Regions from separate parts of the Mus musculus genome. Here region 2 is linked to region 1. Evidence: chromatin contacts called from public Hi-C data. All regions are on one chromosome and are shown on one strand. Each heading gives the region's core, a stretch centred on a gene start, on an enhancer-like site or on the middle of the called end of the contact. The rest is flanking DNA. Distances are from core to core; before and after follow the strand shown. Region 1 overlaps Mfhas1 (malignant fibrous histiocytoma amplified sequence 1). Region 2 has its middle 4.1 kb from the start of Gm35520.

The links. Hi-C and Micro-C count contacts between places; a contact is called where the count stands out from the background.
Region 2: a Hi-C map of CD8 T cells shows a contact between it and region 1, with 3 times the contacts expected there. The contact joins two enhancer-like sites. A contact is called at or near these places in 6 of 484 Hi-C or Micro-C datasets (CD4 T cells, CD8 T cells, the N1E-115 cell line and 2 more) and 4 of 115 datasets of contacts at active chromatin or transcription factors (CD8 T cells, effector CD8 T cells, large pre-B cells and 1 more).

The regions. Positions count from the first base shown.
Region 1 is chr8:35,632,357-35,638,911 of GRCm38.p6, reverse strand. The region is part of intron 1 of Mfhas1 (malignant fibrous histiocytoma amplified sequence 1); the gene reads right to left. Among named protein-coding and RNA genes, the nearest start is that of Gm16793, 47 kb to the right of the region's middle. Within about 2 kb of position 4,786, at least 129 of the 459 cell types and tissues checked have an H3K27ac peak or open chromatin away from gene starts, as enhancers often do. A contact at or near this core is called in CD8 T cells, the N1E-115 cell line, Th1 cells and 1 more, where this site is marked.
Region 2 is chr8:36,181,126-36,187,650 of GRCm38.p6, reverse strand. No RefSeq gene overlaps it. Among named protein-coding and RNA genes, the nearest start is that of Gm35520, 4.1 kb to the left of the region's middle. Within about 2 kb of position 3,375, at least 188 of the 459 cell types and tissues checked have an H3K27ac peak or open chromatin away from gene starts, as enhancers often do. A contact at or near this core is called in CD8 T cells, the N1E-115 cell line, Th1 cells and 1 more, where this site is marked.

The DNA of each region.
Region 1 (6,555 bases), core at 3,537-6,036:
ACAGAATTAAGAAATATACAAACACAAGAATGGTTGGTTGGTTGATTTTTGAGAATGGGGTTTGGGTAATTCAAAAGGTAAAGCCGGTGTTTGTTTGTTTGTTTGTTTGTTTTCTTCAAAACATGGCTGAAATATATGGAACAAAAACCAAACCTCAAAACATGTGTCATAGGCACAAAATAAAATTAAACAACCTTGAAGTTTATCCTAAACCTAAATACAAAACTTCTAGAAGAATACTCAGATGGAAAACCTTTGCCTTGAAATAGGATAAAAAGATCATTCATCAGGGGAAAGTGATGAAAGTGGTTTAAAAATTTAAACTCTTGTTCTTCAAAAGAGAGCTCAAAGTAGGGGAGATTTAACCACTTAAAACCAATGTGTGACAGGATAGTCCCTGTCCAATTACACTAAAATAGTAGTGCAGCAGGAGGCCTGTGATTGGGAAAGGGAGGCAGAGCTAAGAGTTACAGAGACTGGGAGTGTCTGGGGAGAAAGGTGAAGGCCAAGATGGAGGAGGGCAGACAGGAAGAAGAACCTGACCCAGCATGGCTTTAGATAGCCGCAGGTAGTTATGATATCTATAGGACAGAATATTTGGGATAATTTGTCTAATCTGGGTGGGCAGCTTTTATCATTATCAATTGGTTCTGAAATTGTATGGGCATCTTGTGAATTGAGAATTTATTGATACATAAATCTGTTTGGTTAATTATAAGTTTCTAGAGTTTTGTGTCTACCGGGTTGCTGGGTATTGTGGCGGCTGACTGTGGGGTGGACAGTCATTGCATGGGGCGGGAGTGGCAGCGAAAGGAACTCGGGAGCTCCGGCCCACTGGAGCTGAAGAGTTGGTGGGTAAAGAAAAAACCCAGTGGGACCGCAGCTGGGCGGAGAGTTGTCAGCACAAGCGTGGGAACGTGGATGTTCAATCTTTTTAATATTTCCCACACACCAATGAGGTTATTTGTAAAATAAAATAACTCCCAAGAAACCCTCTCCATAGGCCTTCGAATCATTCCAGGCTGGGAGCAGCTCAGAAGCAGGAATGGCGACGGCCACCCTGAGAAGCTGCTCTCAAGTGATTAGCGGTACATGCGTCATGCCAGAGAAACATTTGCCCATTAGCTCTCCAATATTCCTCCTGGTGATCATGAAGAAGGAGGTGAGAACTTAAACTGAATTCTAAACTTGCCGTATACTGCCCATTTTTTTCCTTTTTTTTTTTTTACGTATTTTCTTCATTTACATTTCCAATGCTATCCCAAAAGTCCCCCATGCCCTCCCCCCTACTCACCTCCCCCCCACACTCCCACTTCTTGGCCCTGGCGTTCCCCTGTACATATAAAGGCATATAAAGTTTGCAAGATCAATGGGCCTCTCCACTGATGGCCGAATAGGCCATCTTCTATATGCAGCTAGAGACTCGAGCTCCAGGGATACTGTTAGTTCATAATGTTGTTCCACCTATAGGGTTGCAGATCCCTTCAGCTCCTTGGATACTTTCTCTAGCTCCTCCATTGGGGGCCCTGTGATCCATCCAATAGCTGACTGTGAGCATCCACTTCTGTGTTTGCTAGGCCCCAGCCTAGTCTCACAAGAGAGAGCTATATCAGGGTCCTTTCAGCAAAATCTTGCTAGTGTATGCAATGGTGTCAGTGTTTGGAGGCTGATTATGGGATGGATCCCCGGGAATGGCAGTCTCTAGATGGTCCATCCTTTCATCTCAGCTCCAAACTTTGTCTCTGTAACTCCTTCCATGGGTGTTTTGTTCCCAATTCTAAGAAGGGGCAAAGTGTCCACACTTTGGTCTTCGTTCTTTCTGAGTTTCATGTGTTTTGCAAATTGTATCTTATATCTTGGGTATTCTAAGTTTCTAGGCTAATATCCACTTATCAGTGAGTACATATCATGTGAGTTCTTTTGTGATTGGGTTACCTCACTCAGGATGATGCCCTCCAGGTCCATCCATTGGCCTAGGAATTTCATAAATTCATTCTTTTTAATAGCTGAGTAGTACTTCATTGTGTAAATGTACCACGTTTTCTATATCCATTCCTCTGCTGAGGGGCATCTGGGTTCTTTCCAGCTTCTAGCTATTATAAATAAGGCTGCTATGAACATAGTGGAGCATGTGTCCTTCTTACCGGTTAGGACATCTTCTGGATATATGCCCAGAAGAGGTATTGCAGGATCCTCTGGTAGTACTATGTCCAATTTTCTGAGGAACCACCAGACTGATTTCCAGAGTGGTTGTACAAGCTTGCAATCCCACCAACAATGGAGGAGTGTTCCTCTTTCCCCACATCCTCGCCAGCATCTGCTGTCACCTGCATTTTTGATCTTAGCCATTCTGACTGGTGTGAGGTGGAATCTCAGGGTTGTTTTGATTTGTATTTCCCTGATGATTAAGGATGGTGAACATTTTTTCAGGTGCTTCTCTGCCATTCGGTATTCCTCAGGTGAGAATTCTTTGTTTAGCTCTGAGCCCCATTTTTTAATGGGGTTATTTGATTTTCTGGTATACTACCCATTTTATGAAAACACTTTACACTGGCAATTTAATTTTAAGCATTTTTAACTATTAATAAAGTTCCTCTCCCATACTCCCTCAGGAGAGAACACACCAAGTAAGGCTTCGCGTAAAGAACTTAAAGGGCCCCTTAGCACTCTCAGAATGTTTGGGGCCCAATGATATCATGTAGAAGAACCACTGGATGATGCAGAGCTCACGAACCAACCATGTGTGGAGATGAAACTCCCCACGGCTTCCAGCAATTATTTAGAATAGCTAAGCTAGGCATATACACAATAGAAGTATTTACTTGGAATTTGAAATATGAGCTGTTGTACATATATTAACATATATTAACTAAATGCTATATCATTGTGCAGTTCTCTCTCTCTAAGATGGTATCTCATGTAACCAGTTGAGCATCAAACTCTCTATATAGTTGGAGATTATTTTGATCTTTATCTTACATTATATTAATATATTATCATATAGTATCAATTATATATCAATGACAATTTCAGTTATTCTTCTTGGCTTTGAAATCAAAAGTAAAAATCATCTTGTAACAAAAACTAACACAAAATTCCATACATTATCCATTTTCTCTCTTTCCTTCCTGACTACCAGTCATTTCCACAGGTTAGAAGCCTTCCTTGTTCCCTGGTGTAATAAAAATGCAAACTGAGCTAAAGAATGGGGCGTTTTAAGATACATACAGGGCATGTTTGAAGCTTAGGGCAGACTTTAAGCCAATTAAACATTGCTACTTAAGACACAGTGAGAGCTTGTCTCAAACAAATAAACAGGCAAACAAACAAGTTGCTATTTATAAAGACAAGTGCCAGCATAGTGTAGTGGGTAGCTCATGCCTGTAATCCCAACCCTGGGTAAGCTGATGCAGGAGGATGGCTGTAAGCTAAGAAGTCAGCCTGAGCTACATAGTATGTTCTAGATAAGCCTAAGCTACAGAATGAGGCCCTGCCCATTAATTCATTAACTAATTCATTAAAATCCAGGCAAATGCAGCTGTTTTGTTGCTGGCCTTCTCAGTCCTGGCAATCAAACCTAGAGCCTTGAGCACACCAGACCATCAGCCTACCACTGAATCATGTCTCCAGCCCTTGCGGAGAAAATGCTATTAAGAAATGAGAATAATATTGACAAACTACAACACTAAGATTTATGATACCTTGGGCTGGCAAGATAGATATACACATCTTCATTTGAAAAACAAACAGCTGAACCTGTGATTTTACATGCAAACTCAGATATTAAGAAGCTCTGTTGTACATGCCATTTTAAATGTCTTCTTTAACCCTGGATAACTAGATAGCAATTGGATGTTGGGCAATTACAAAGCAAACCTCCCTAATAAGGACCAGCAAGCTAAATATGCAACATCTCCTCACGTGTATGCGTTAGAAACACCGAAGTAGGCTAGCAATGCAGCTCAGATACACAGTGCAAGCTTAACATGTGTATCTGGGCTCCAGCCCCAGCCCACACCACACAGACAAGAGGGAAAAACAGCTCAGGGGTGGGCGCTGAACAATGATGCTTTTTCTCTTATGTAGTAAAGAACTCAGCCCAAACCACATGTGTCAGTTTCGTTGGCTTTGCTTGTTGTTGTTGTTGTTGTTGTTGTTGTTGGGTTTGTTTTTGTAACCTTTCTTTAATATGAACTGTGATCATATTTCTTCTGTGGTCAAAACAACCCTGAAGCAAGCACACTGAACTTTAGGAGCCCGTGTGAACTGGCAGCACCTTTTCAGATAGATCAGAAGACGTTTGTTCAGAAATGCTAATGCCAAGACCCTAAATGCCTTAGAGAACTCCTCTGGGTTGCAGAAACCTCAGAGAAAGCAGGTCTCACTTCGCAGCCCCTAATGAAACCTCACTTATTCCACTGCACCCGGGACTGCCTATGTGCTGAACAAAACAAAAGACAATCTCACCACACTTACCCGGTATAAACCACTCCTTATCCTGCTTCATATTTTTATGAAATATGCCATCCTATTTTGACAACTCCATATGAGGTTTTATGCATTTCTTTAAAAAAAAAAAGACGGATGTGTGTTCTGCACCACTACTAAAAATTAACCTCATCCCAGCCTCATCAAGATGTGAGGTTAAAAATAACTAGGGTTTGCCTCTAGAGCAAAAAAATGTGTGGCAGAGTGCAAAGATGCTCTGCCCCTGCAGTGACCTGACGTGAGCTACAGGACTGCCCAGTGTCAGTCTTCAAGGGGAGCCCCAAAAGGGGAAGTGCACCCCACCCTTGCTTCTGGAGTGGCTACAATCGAAGAATCTAATTTTAGATGCTATCGCTTCCTCTGCGAGCAGTGAATCATAGCTTCAAAGTGACTGGGAGGCAGACGTAAGTCTTACTAAATGTTCGCATGGCAGGCTGAGATACTTTCACCTGAAGCTGCTCAGAAACTCAGTCCTGGAACTGCAGCCGTGGTCCCGAGCTTCCCCTCCCCCGAATCCCACCCCTGTGCGCTCATGCACGCACACACCGACACACACCGACACACACTGACACACACCAACACACACCCTTCAGAACCTCCATCTGAAGGAGCTAGGTGAACACAGTAAAAGTTTGAGGGTTATTTTATGCAGGGTGTGTGTGTGTGCATGTGTGCTTGTGTGTGTCTGTGCATATATGTGTATATGTGTGTGTGTGTGTGTGTTTGTAGCATATATGGGTAGTACACACACACACAGTAGGGTACAGGCATGCATGACATCTGTGTGTACATGGAGAGGTCAGAGGAGGATGCCTAGTGTCCTGCTCTATCTCTCCATGACTCATTCCTCTGTGATGAGGTCTCTCACGGACTGTGAAGCCAGGCTAGCAGCTATCAAGCTCCACCCTCCACAAGCTGGAGGTCACAGGTACACCCTGTGCAACTACACCCGGCTGGTTTTAATTATTGTCTTTGACACGACATGAACTCAGGTCCTCCCGTGTGTGCAGCAAGCGCTCTTATGCACTGAATTATCTCCTTAGCTCCTCTTCCTCCTGGCACAGTGAAGCTTGAGAGGCACTCACCACGCTTGGTAACCCCTTAACCCATCCCTAAACAATCCCAGGACAGTGGCTGACAGCCTTTCCCACCCAGTGCTCCGGGGCATGAAGATGCCTTGCGCATCATCTCTCCATTTCTTCCCTTGTACTTCTTACTGAAAAATTACCAGGTTTGACTAACGGCGGGGGGGGGGGGGGGGAACAACAACCAACCAACCCCAGAAAGCAGGTGTCTGATGTGCACCAAAGAATAAGAGAAGAAAGCAAGAGAGAGAGAGGCTCTGTTCCAAAGAGAGAACTACACACAGTGTGGGTGCCCCAAGGGTGGAAAGTGAGAACAAGACAGAGGCAGGGGAGGGGCAAGGCCAAGGCTCACTCACCCACCTCTCCTTTGTGCTGCCCCCCCCCCCCACAACATCAGCTCTATCATGCCTACGTTCCCCATCTTAAATGAGATACAGGAATATCTACTAAATTTAACGGTCACACTAAGATCAGTGAGGATAAATCAGAATGGAAGGGCAGAACTCAAGAACTATCCGTTTCCACAATCTCCAAAGCGGAACTGCAGATCCGAGGAGACAAAAGCCAAAGAGTAGAAAGCTATTTCCTAAGCAATGGGAGAGTCTTTTTCATAGAAGTAAACCTCTGCTCTCTCTGGGGCTCTAACAGCATGGGTGACACTCGTGCTGAACGACAGGGACACGGAGCCTCCACCACCACAGCTGTCCTTTCACAACCTTTCCTGGGACATTGACAGGGACTCTCAGTCTCAACCTTGGCATCCAAAGAGGTGGGAGAGATCAGCCAGGGGAACCCCCAGAATTTTCCCTACCAGCCCTAAAATCTGTCCAACTCTAAGTCAAATAAATAGTCACTCTTTCATTATTACTATTTCTCTTAAAACCAGAGGGAAAGTTCCAGTTATCCAGCTGAGGCAAGAGGACTGCAAGTTTGAAATTAAAGAAACCAAAAGCTGAAAGCTCATAGTTGATGATAGCACACA
Region 2 (6,525 bases), core at 2,126-4,625, 550 kb before region 1:
CACAACATGAGGAACTGTATCAAAGGGTCACGGTATTAGGGAAGCTGAGAGCCACTGACCTAGAACATCCTTCTCAGATCACGATTTCTTCAGTGACTGCCTGACCCGGGACACTGGACCCAGCCATAGCTGCAGTCACTTTTGTCCACAGTGACAATGGAACATTCTACCTTAGAAATGCAAGCTCTGGTCCTCCTGGGAGCGCTCTATCAGGTGGATCTAGGGAGATCCTGTGGGTCATAGGTGGGGCTGACATTACTCTGGATCTATATTAGTTCTAAATGCAGTCAGCTGACCTCAGAGAGCTGTCTCTGGCTCCTTGTGGAGAGCATCGCTCAGCCATTCCCTTCGTTGTTTTGCTAACCCATTTGGACTCTTTACCTTAGTGTTCTGTTTGGGCCCCTGAGTTGCTGACCCAGTTTTGCAATGTTTATTCTGGCTGCGGCTCTGCATTCCTTGGGGACTTGACTTTCAGTATTTGCCTGTCTGTACATTGCCCAACTCGCGGCAATTGATGCCTCATTTCTCTGCCCCACCCAAACCACAGGCTGAGTATGCACCTGGGCTACGTCCCAGAGACGATTCTAGAATCCACAGTCACATCTCCCATCCCTCTACCGTGGGAAAACTGCTGAGCTCCAAGTAGGAGGACCCGCAATCTGATGAAAGTGATTCCAGGCCATGGGAGAATTTACTAGAACCCACATTAGGTGCAAGGTGTATATTAAATATATTTCTGATTTTTTTTAAAGACATCAGTAACTATAACAAACCAAAGTGCAAGGTTTAATATTTGGGGTGTAAGAATCCCAGACTGGTGTGAGCCACTCCTTTCTGAAAGAAGAGATCTCCCCCACCCCAGTCTCAGAGGGGCCTGGTTTATGTCTCTGGCCTTATTAATGTCTGAATTCATGGATTCCAAAATGTTTAGAAATGTCAAATGTTTTCTGTGTCTTGTCATACTGTGTGTGTGTGTGTGTGTGTGTATGTGTGTTGTTAGGGTGCTATCACACATATGAGAAAGCCTGAGTATTCAGATTTCTGTCTGAAGTGCATGCTTTTGGTAGTGAGCTACGTCTTTATTTTAATACTGAATCTCTGCTGTGTCGCTAAGACGTGGCTAAGACGTGGCAAGGGGCGCTTCGACTTTCAACTCTGTCTTGAACATTCACTTGGATAATTACCTTTATGTTGGCTCCTTCACGCAATGGAACTCCCCAAGATGAAAGACATGAATGGAGGGGGGATTAGAATTATCAGAGAGAGAACTCTTTTGTTTCCAATGGAGGGTGTCAAGCAGAGGGCTTTAGCGACCACGGGACAAACATTCTAGATCCAACTTTTATCTTCAGCCTTAAGTTGAAATTTAAAGTGCAGTCTAACTAACTATAAAGAGCTCTTTATTTGGAAAGGCGTCTATTGAGGCTCCGTTCTTCCTTATATCACATTGTAATGAAAAAGTCAAACATTAAGCAAACCCTGCCTGTAGGCACAGTAGCCCGTCCTGCAGACATTTTGCTATACAATGAAAGGCTTAGTGTGGATAAACTAGTGGCTTCAGGGTTTCTTCCCAGGTAAAGTCTGGTTAAATCCACCGACCACAGGCAGATCCCTGATTCACAGATTCATATAAAGGCATGTGTGACTTTATAGACTCTATGGATGTAGAAATAGCTATACCTAACCATTTATTATGTATCTCATTAAACCTGTGCTAAGAAAAACCTTTCCTACTGTAATTCCAACCAGAAACATTTGAATTGGACTGTACAGACAGTTCTCATAAGTGCCAGGTTATTTTATAAGGCTGAAAAGGAGTTTTAAATAAGCATATAAAACTTCTAACTGAGCCATCCACCAAAGAGCATACAAGGGCTGGCTGGACCAAAGCCCCAGGCACATACGTAGCAGAGGGCTGCCTTGTCTGGCCTCATGGGAGAGGATGTGCCTAATCCTGCAGGGATTTGATGCATCAGAGTAGGGAGATATGGGGGGGGGCACCATCTCAGAGGCAAAGGGGAGGTGGGATAGAGGGAGGGACTCTGGGGGGCTGGGAGAAGGGCAGTGTGTGGAATGTAAATAAACAAATCAATAAATTAATTTAAAAAAGAAAACTCATTTTAGCACCCGTCTTTGAAACCTTAGCAACACACTTTACTAAGATTATGAAAAGTCAGCAAAAATCGCAAAGCACCCTGGGATCTCACTTGATGTGCCCTACGCAAGAGCACTGGACATTTCTCCACTCAAGGAAGTTTCTATGAGCAAATGCACTGATGCCCGGCATCTGCAGGGGACTGTGTTCTGCTGAGTCGGCTCAAGCATAAAACGAGAAGTTTCCATCAAAGTCAAGTTAAGATTGATGTTAATTTACAAGTTTTCAGTTGGATTGCCCTGGGGCTAAGAGATCGTGAACATTCTTGGGCCAGATGTTCCCACTCTAGAGTGATAGTCATTTTCTGGTTATTTGGGAAAAAAAAAACTGAGTTGGCTTCTGGAACATTTATCTAAGTACATGGCAGGACCAGGAAATATGTCTATTGACATTCGAAATTAAAAAAAAAATGTTTGCAGCTAGAAGAAAAACAGGAAAAAAATGCAGTGTTTCTTAAAACGGAGTCTCTCGGATGCTGATAGACACATCTCATCTGAACTGTGGACAGCGTTTCTGTTTTCTGTTTCAGTAGCATAGATGGAAATTAGCCAAAAAAAAAAAAAACCCAGAAATTTAAAATTACTATAAAACTGCTCTCGATTTTTCTAATTAAAGAGCAGGTTAGTCTGCTTCATAGAAGGGCTAAATTAGAGAACACCTAATAAGAAATACAACTTAAGGCAACCCCTGGCAGGAGAAGGTGAGTCAAATTAAAAGACTGAGGTTTTCTTTTTCAATACTAATAAAGAAGGCCCTTTTAAGTCATTCATTACTCCACATAAAGCCTTCTACTGGACTGCTTTCCTGTATTCTTTTATAGAAAGTACATTCACTTTAATATTTATGTAGACTAAGCGTGCCCCTTCTTTGATGATCACTAACTGGCTATGTGGCCTCTCTGGAGTGACACCAAAACCTAAATCAAGAGTCCAAACTAATGTTACATTGGCTGTTTCAATACTGTGGTAGTTAGAGTTCAAATCAACAAACCCTGTTTGCTTTGCCAATAACAAGACTGGTAGAGTTGCTGGCTTTGGGGAGACATAGCATTTAATATTTTCAGAAGAAAAAAGAAAAAAAAATCGAGTGTAACAATGCACATTTCGAATGTGGCCACCAGAGGTCTACTGACACTGCAGAGCGAGCAGGCTGCAGGAGCGTGGGCGCAGACTGGTGCATGCGTACTCTGCCTGGTGGGGCCAGAGACTCTCCAGCCCTGCCCTGGTCTGCTGAGTCAGAGCTGCTCTGTAACCCCCACAGGTGACTCAAGTATGCGAGGGAGTGTGAGAAAGACTGCTGCCAGGGTTGAAAAGGAAATGTGGTGTATCCCGTGTGTGATGGAGATTAAGATATTTAAAAGTCCAGGCAAAGGCAGGGCATGGAGGCACCCATATTTAATTCCAGCATGTGGGCAGGAGGCAGAGGCAGGTGGATCTCCTAGTTCAAAGCCAGTCTGGTCTACTAGTGAGTTACAGGACAGTCAAGGCTAAACAGTGAACACACCTCACCACCCGCGCCTCTCTCTCTCTCTCTCTCTCTCTCTCCCCCTCCCTCTCCCCCTCTCCCTCCCTCCCCCCTCTCTCCTCCCTCCCCCTCTCTCTCTTTCTCCCTCCCTCCCTTCTCTCTTCTCTCCCTCCCTCTCCCCTTCTTCCCCATTTCCCCCTCCCTCTCCCCCTCTTCCCCTTTCCTCCCTCCTCCCCATATTTCTCTCTCTCTCCCTCCCTCCCTCCCTCTCCCCCTCTTCCTCATTTCCCCCTCCCTCTTCCCCTTTCCTCCTCTCCCCCCCCCCACTTTAAACATTTTTCCTAACAATGTTACAACTCAAAAGCTATTTTCTTTTCAAAACGTTCTACCTGGACCTGGTGCCACAGAACTGTCATCACACATCTTGAGATCAAGAGGCAGGAAGGATCACAAGGTCAAGGCCTGCCTGGGCTACAGAGTGAACTCATATCAAACAAGACTGCCTCAAAATAAAAGATTAACATGGGTTTGGAGGTATAGATCGGTGGTAGAATATTTACTTGGCATGTGTAATGCCCTAGCTTCAAACTCTGGTACAAAATCATTTAAGTGACCAAGGCTGTATTTTTAATTTGCAATTTAGCTTCCAGATATTTGAAGATGAAGAAGCTCTAAATATCACCTAACATGTACAGGTCTAAATGTTCTCGTTTAACAGAAGAAATTATCTGACCAGGACTGAAGTGGCATTCCACGCTCAATATAAGATAGTTAGCTGTCTTTAACTAGAACCAAGTTCTCCAGAGGTGTCCCTGAGGCTGCAGGACCTCACTCTTGTATGGAGGTGGGGCTAAGCTAGGGAAGCATCATGGGAAGGGCAGGCTTTGTCCATCAATCAAGATGTGCAGAGCCCTGGACTCAGAGGTTCCTCTCCTACTCCAATGTGCCAGGATTCCTTCAAGTATATCGAGACTGTTAGACTGATTTTTCTCTGTTCCCCATATTTCTCAGGGACAGGGATGTCTCCATGGTTCTCTGTGTTACCATCAGTATACTCCCAACAACTCTGTCTTCACAGAATACATATCCAGTCACTGAGTCTGTGTCTCTCTCTCTCTCTCTCCCTCTCTCTCTCTCTCTCTCCCCCTCTCTCTCTCTCTCTCCCTCTCTCTGTCTTTCTCTGTAGACCTGGCTGACCTCGAACTCCCGGTGTAGATCAAGCCCACAGAGGTCAGCCTGCCTTTCACTGTAAAGGCATGCAACACCACACTGGGCTCTCACTTGGCTCTTCCTTAAATCAATCCAGCCAGCACTCATAGCCTCCCCTTCGCTGCCATCCTCCCAAACCACTGTACTTTCCCTTTAAATGGATTAGGCATAACTCCAATATCTACCACCTCTCTGTACAACACGCTACCGCCATGGTTCTGCTGGATCTTCCGCTCAGTGGCCTATGTCTTCCTTCTTACCTGGGAGGGAAGTTGGATTTAGAGGCTGATCAATCTCCAAGTAACCTGGGAACGAGACCACCCAAAGGAACCTATCAGCTAAGAGCGTCAAATTTCAACCTGTGGTTTTCAAGTCACACATACAGCAAACATTCTATTTTTGATACCCTTGTGGTTAGAACATTTCGCAGAATCTCTTCTACTTTCCCCTAGTCCCACCACAACCATGAGTAGCACAGAGAGAGCCACGCCTTGCCTTTTCTTCCAGGCAAGATCTTTCTTCGTTCAAACTAAGCTTGTCACCGAGGAGGAACAGCGCTGTGACAGGTTCTCAGGTGGGATTCTCACCATGCTCAGGTTCTAGGCATATGAAAAAGTTTGGGTCTCGCCTATGTTAGATCTGGTTGGCTATCTGTATGCACAGAGAACATGTTGGTCTGCCCAAGAAAGTCTTTATACACCTCTGGGGTGTTTTGAATGAAAATGGCACCCCGAGGCTCACAGGAAGCACCACTGTTAGGAAGTCTGGCCTTATGGGAGGAAGTGTATCACTTCGGATGGGCTTTGAGGTTTCATTTGCTCAAGTCAGACCCAGTGTCTTAGTTAGGGTTTTACTGCTGTGAACAGACAGCATGACCAAGGCAACTCTTATACAGAACAACATTCAACTGGGGCTGGCTTACAGGTTCAGAGGTTCAGTCCATCATCATCGAGGCAGGAACATGGCAGCATCCAGTCAGGCATGGTGGAGGAGATCTTCATCTGAAGGCTACTAGCAGAATACTGACTTCCAGGCAGCTAGGATGAGGGTGTTAAAGCCCACACCCACAGTGGCATACCTACTCCAACAAGGCCATACCTACTTCAACAGGGCCACACCCTCTAAGTGCCTCTCCCCAGGTCAAGCATATACAAACCATCCCAGAGCCCCCAATGAAATGTTTTCCTTTATAAAAGCTGCCACTGTCATGGTGTCTCTTCATACCCATAGAAAGCCTAACTAAGACAGCCTTTTGTGGCTTTTCTATAGGCAAGTTGCCTCAGTTTTCTGCCCATCTCCTACTTGTTCTACAAGAGTCTTCTAAGATCCATTTTGCTTCCGTCAGATCTTTGTTGCATCCAGAAGCTGTTTCCTAGTAAAAATAGGCTAACCGTGTCCAGGCTACAGAAAGAGAAAGAATGAGAAGGAAGACCAAAGCAGTCAAGTAATCCTAACAAGATGCTCTAGGTCTCACAGGACATGGGTATGGGGTCCGCTGATGACTGTTTGTGGTAGTCACTGAAGTTTCTCTCAAGGTAAGGATATTTAATATGCACCTTGTCTTGGAAAGAATCTTCCATCCAGGTATACTTCATTGACACATGTTTAAGCACTTTGAAAGCCCCGTTAAAAATCCATTAAAATTACTATTGACGTTGGTGTTCTTAATATAAGTTTGGCTGATGTCACTGGGCAGT